2 separate regions of the Drosophila melanogaster genome follow, and region 2 is linked to region 1. The links are chromatin contacts, called in public Hi-C maps. All regions are on one chromosome and are shown on one strand. The core of a region is the stretch at or near the end of the contact, and the rest is flanking DNA. Distances in the headings are between cores, read along the strand shown. Region 1 holds the start of lncRNA:CR46019 (long non-coding RNA:CR46019). Region 2 holds the start of lncRNA:CR45109 (long non-coding RNA:CR45109).

The links. Hi-C and Micro-C count contacts between places; a contact is called where the count stands out from the background.
Region 2: a contact with region 1 is called in a Hi-C map of the Kc167 cell line, with 1.4 times the contacts expected there. The contact joins the promoter of lncRNA:CR45109 here to the promoter of lncRNA:CR46019 in region 1. A contact is called at or near these places in 34 of 107 Hi-C or Micro-C datasets (the D17-c3 cell line, the Kc167 cell line, the ML-DmBG3-c2 cell line and 13 more).

What each region holds. Positions count from the first base shown.
Region 1 is chr3R:13,104,150-13,107,039 of dm6, reverse strand. It overlaps lncRNA:CR46019 (long non-coding RNA:CR46019), which reads left to right and starts at 1,549. Exons shown (of 1, transcript NR_133390.1): 1 at 1,549-1,970. timeout reads right to left here. Exons shown (of 18, transcript NM_079617.3): 8 at 93-264.
Region 2 is chr3R:13,154,291-13,157,034 of dm6, reverse strand. lncRNA:CR45109 (long non-coding RNA:CR45109) reads left to right here and starts at 1,348. Exons shown (of 3, transcript NR_125154.1): 1 at 1,348-1,526; 2 at 2,286-2,667. All of the region lies in intron 11 of timeout, which reads right to left. It overlaps 2mit (2mit,), which reads left to right and starts at 1,348. Exons shown (of 4, transcript NM_142001.4): 1 at 1,348-1,526; 2 at 2,286-2,667.

The DNA.
Region 1 (2,890 bases), core at 300-2,799:
ATTAAAGCTTAGTTACTCGAAAATCATAACATAACCCTGGGCGTGAAAAACTTCAACTGACTACTTTATTTTATTTTTCATCTGGGTCTTACCTCAGTGGGCTGTGGTGCAGCTGGTGGCTTGGACTTGGTCGCCGCCTGCTTCTTCTTTCGGGAGGCGCCACGACCTCGCTTCTTGTCTTGCACCACCACAGAGTCCTGGCAGAAGCGCTCCATCATTTTAATGAAAACGTTGGCCGTTTCCACCACATCGCGCAGAAAAACCCTGTGGAGTTGGAGTGCAGAGGTTAGTTAACAAAATGAATATATATTGTAATTAAATTCTTCATTATATGTGTGCACACGTAACCAAATTGAATTTTGTTGCATGTTGGCCCCGTATCTATATGAAAAATGCATGCCACATTGCTTCAATTCAATTAAATGTGACAAATACTTAATTTTTTCAACTGAATTTCATTGGGGTTGAATTCAATTTATAAATAAATATTTATATTCATGCCACACACGGAGTAATTAATAAATTTTGGGGGTTACCATAAGGTGGAAGACCAGGTGTTAAATGGTTTGGCACACTCATATTTTAGTTTTAATAGACTCTCAACACAGTTTGAACAGTTTTAGAAATTTGATAAATTTATATAAATAAATAATCCAGTAAATTTAAATTGATTGATAGATATCCTCTGCCCAACACAAATAAACGCATTCATTGCTCAAAAATATTTTGCTTTGATATGTATGCCTTAGAAATGAAATAAATTCATTGACAGTGTAGAATTTATACTTTTACGAGAATGTTCGTAGGAATAAATCAAAGTCCAACATCAATAACCTTTCGACCGTCCCAAAAATACTTATTGAATATCATCGACTACATTAAAAAGGGCCAACAGCTGCCCCGCCCAATGCCATTCGACCCATTCATCGGGCAGGACGAAAAGTTCCCCACCATGACTGACTAACTAAGCCAACTCGATTTTGGGCTGAGCGATGATGTGGCGTTGCCTTTTCTGTCGAAGCCGATGACGCCTCCAATTAGCAAATTACCCTCAAAATGTGAAAAGGCAGCCAACAAAATTGGAAAAAAAAAAAGGAAAACGCGGCAGAAGACAGCCGCCAAACTGCTAAAATCAGCTGTCCGCTTTGTTTTTAGGCAACCCGTACCCAAAAAATAAAAGCCAACGTCATTGTGCACGTCAATTTGTTAAAATGATTGATTGTCGTTTGAATAATGAAAATCGCGCGAGTCACCGAAAAGGACAATTCCAAACAGGAAGCGTATGCAAAGTAGGCGGGCCCTAATAGAGAGCAGGTTTGCTAGGCAGAATGACACAGCAATGCACGTCGATTGGTATTGAAAGGTATATTTTTGAATTTTATCGTATAAAAACGGATATACACTTTGAGATATTTTCAAGATTTACAATGAGATAAAGCTCCATCTGCTGATAGTCGAGGAACTGGACTATATAATTCTCTCTTGTTTTCCAGCGTGAAATGAATGCATATTAAAGTTCTTCAACGTTCACTCTAATTGCCAGATCCCAGGTCCATAAAATTGGCAACATTGCGTTGGCGATGAAAATGGTGAAGTGTTTCCAAAAAGGTCACAGTGTTGCCGCCGAAAAATTTATGCAAATTCATTGCGAATTTTAATGCCCCACGGGAGCCTCACTGCAGGAGCATCCAGCATCATCGACGTTTTCGAATGCGGTCAATGTGCCACAACGCAGCTGGCGAGCTGATCATGGGAGTCGGCAGACGGGAGTCGGCAGACGGGAGTCGGGAGCCGGCGACCGGGGAAATGAATTTGTAATGAAAGTGGTTATCCGGCATTCAGTGACCCGCCGGATTCCTGCAGGAATTGACGGCGTAAACGGATAGACATTAAGCGAAATTAAACAGGCAAATAATTCAAAAGCACGCGTAGTTCTGCGAGGTTCAATAAAAATCAAAAGCATGTTTTTGAGCGAAGTCAAAACTTCAATATTATTTTCATGGGCCAAACCGTAGGTTCCTTTCCCTAACAGTTAAAGATTTGGTTTCCTAGGTGATAGGTGCCAAAAATCTCATAGGCGTTTGACAATTTGAAGTCATTAGATAAGTTTGTATGTATGTTTGTTATGTTATTTTTAGCAAGGGATACTTGGCTTTTATTGACAACATATCCTTGTTATATAAACTTTATACATATATAAAAAACACTTATTGTAATAGGTAGAATATGATAGTAGAATATATATCATATACTAACTAAGCACCAATCAAATCCTATACTTTGGCCCTGACAATGCAACCCGAGTTGCTCTACCCAATTAGGGGTCCAATAAATTAAACGTCTATAATAGAACTAAACAAGCCAGGTTCAACAGCCGCATAAAGCAGCCGATGAATAGAAACCAGTTAGCAATCACCAGCCAATTCCAAGATATTTGGCCATTTGTATTGATCAAGAACTGTCAGCAGTGACCACAACTGACAGCAGGAGGAATCCAAGGGGGCACTGGCAATTGATGATAAAGGCGCTCAGTTGACTGCAAGGATTGGGATTGGGAATGGGATGGGGATGGGGATTGGGATTGGGATTGGGCAGGGAGTGTGGTGTCGTGTGGTGTGGTGCATGTGGATTTGAAATTTTAGTGGTGCTATGTGTTCGCCCATGTCCCCCTATTCCGTATTCCGTATCCAGATCGAAGCTTCTGTCCTGTTTGCGGGCAGTGTGTGGTGCTTATTTGATGATAACTGAAATGTGAAATGAATCAAGCGTAGCCACGATGACGGCCATGTTACCGCAAAGATGTCCGTGGTCCGTGGACGCATTAATAGCAGGCGAGATGCAAAAACTGCTGGTAGCTGGGAACTGTGATGTCAATTCAGCAAATCGAGTG
Region 2 (2,744 bases), core at 99-2,598, 50 kb before region 1:
CAAAAACATGGCACACGAAGGGGCAAGGTGCGTGGTCGGGGAGAAATGCAACACGGACAGCACACGATATTAGTGCATGTCTTTTGGGCTGCCTTTGTAGCTGCATTTGTTGGCCCGACACCCGACAGGATTGTGGATATAGTCATACGGCCCTATAGCCATCCCACTCTCCGGCACAACAACACCTTACTCCATCCGAAGGACTGCGACTGCACGGCCATTAAACATGAACCTCGTTACGGCGTTGTTGATGTTCTTGTTATAAGCGGTAACTTCAGGGTAGTCAGGCTATGGCCCAAACTTCATGGCTCGAAGTCTGGAAGTCATGATGGCACTTTGAAACTCACGAAGTCCAAGTTGCTTGGCTTACACGGAATTACCAGACACTAAACAAGACATACTTTAATAAAAAGAGACATATTAAATATTTCAATTCAATAGGATATTTAAATGCGTTTAGAAGGTAATATTGTGGTTTAAACAGCTATTTATGAATGTCTATTTTCCCAAAAGCATCGTAAGTTTATATAAACTTGGCTATTTATCATTTAGATTACTGAAACAGTTTTATATTTTACTTGTGACCTAAGGTGCACATTCTGTTATTTTAAAATATCCTAGTTTAATAAAGAGTAACACACCAGTCTAGTTAATTAAGCCTAATGTTTGTTCAGTTGTCGGGGTGCATCACACTTTGCAGGCCACACTTAATGACTTTTGCGCGTCGCTTGCACCTGGACAACACCTGAACGCATATTCGCCACGACCCCTGTTTGGACCAACCACTCCCCCTTATCATTACATGACCTTCAGTGCTGGATATTCCGCACATCCTGGTAGCAGCATACAAAACGGGAACGTGCCTGGTGTTTGGGCTGTGGTCAGCAGTAGAAAATGTCCTGCCATGTCCATCCAAGGACCCTGTGTACTCATATTCATGCCCATGTCCATGCCCAAATATCCCTAGACTTTTGGGTAGCAATTAATTTGAAGTTTAACACGTGTGCGTATGTCTTTGTAATTATTACATAATGGCAAAGACAATGTCACAGGCAGCATCTGCCAACCGAGTGGGTGGATTTTGGTCGCTCAGGTTGTGCAAGAAACTGAGCCGAATTTCAAGGACTCGCAAATGCTAACAGGTGATGACAAACACACACACACACACATCTCTGCTGACAGGGACATAAACAAAATAATAACAAAACGCAGTCAGCAGCTTGAAGAGCAAATCAGCCAGCTGCTCACCGAATAGAAAAGAGAAACCGCGCAGGCGCCCAGCGACTATTTCGAATTTCGAACTCCGGAGGATGGCTTAAAAGCATGTCCTTGCCGAGTGAGCAGCTCAGTCTAGTGCTAAATACATCGAGGCCAGGACACGCGACCCGAGAAAGCGTCGATTCAATCAAACAAAAACCAAGTGCCAAGTGCCGTGTGAAGAGGCCACAAACAACTAACTAACTAACTGCCTCCAGAAACTGTGCGATTCTAACCAAAGCCAAAAATAAATATAAAAAAGTTACCAGGTAGAGCAGATCGAGCTTGTTTTGAACTGTGTGGTTGGCGTGTGTTTTTGTATTGTGCGTGTTGCGTTGGTATTTGTGATGTTAGCCAACTTCCGGTAGAAAAAGGCGAAATGTCAACATATTTTTTGTATTTTCTAGCTAGCAGACAGCAAGGCGTCGAAATGGGAATTGGGATTGGAACATCCTCATAGCTAACACATTATTTATGATACTGACTGTATTCAGTGGGAGGTTGTTATTTTGAGAATATATATTTGTATGCCTTTATTTTTTAATATCAGATATATTCATATATCCATGCTTTAAGGAATAAAATTCGTATGAATGCGAACATAATAAATTTTTGAGATGAAAATTTAGCGTTCGTAAAACAGCTGATGAGCAGAATTATGTCTTAATGCATAGAATAGAATATTTTATATGAATATACTTCTAGCACTAAAGCTGTGGAATGAATGAATTCAGAAAGAGGTTTATTTTGTGTCCAGTTAAAACAGAGTAAACATTGTAAAGCATGGTTCTGGGATAGAGTGTGTTGTTTGAATATAAAAACTTTTAAGAACTTTGCCAGCATACCGGATAAAGAATTTCGCGTGTTCCACTCATTTCCGCCAGTTGCATGTATGTGTGTACGTGTCTTTGAGTGTGCACTATGCGTGTGTGTGTGTGTGTGTGTGTAAGAATCTGCTCATTTCCGCTCGCCTGCAAAAGCAGGTGAAAGCTAGCTCGTAAAGCTCACGGTAAAATATCCATTTGCAGTGCATCAGTGCCCGGGAAAAAGACTTAAAGCAAACAGCAGGCGAAGTGAATAAACCATAAACAAAACCCCCGAAAATAAACCGAAAGCAGGGAAAAAACGAAATTTAAACGTCTGTGCATATTAATCAGAACGAGAAACGTGAACAGGATCACGTCCTAGACAACTTATCACAGAGGATTTACGCAGACAGACAAACGCAGGACGCGAATGCGAGTGTAGAGCAAAAGGCAGCGCTAATCAACGACCAAACCAGACGACATCCTTACCGACTGGCCACGCCCACAACTCCCCCTCGAATAGGAGAAAAAAAAAACCACCAGAAGCCTGGGAGGAGAAGAGCAGAAGCCGCCTCATTTGGCCACTGCGGATTATGTTAATTAGGTAATTTTTGCTTTGATTACTCGTACCTTTGGGGGTTGTGCAATTTTGTTTGCTTTTCTCCCGCTTTTTGAGCACGC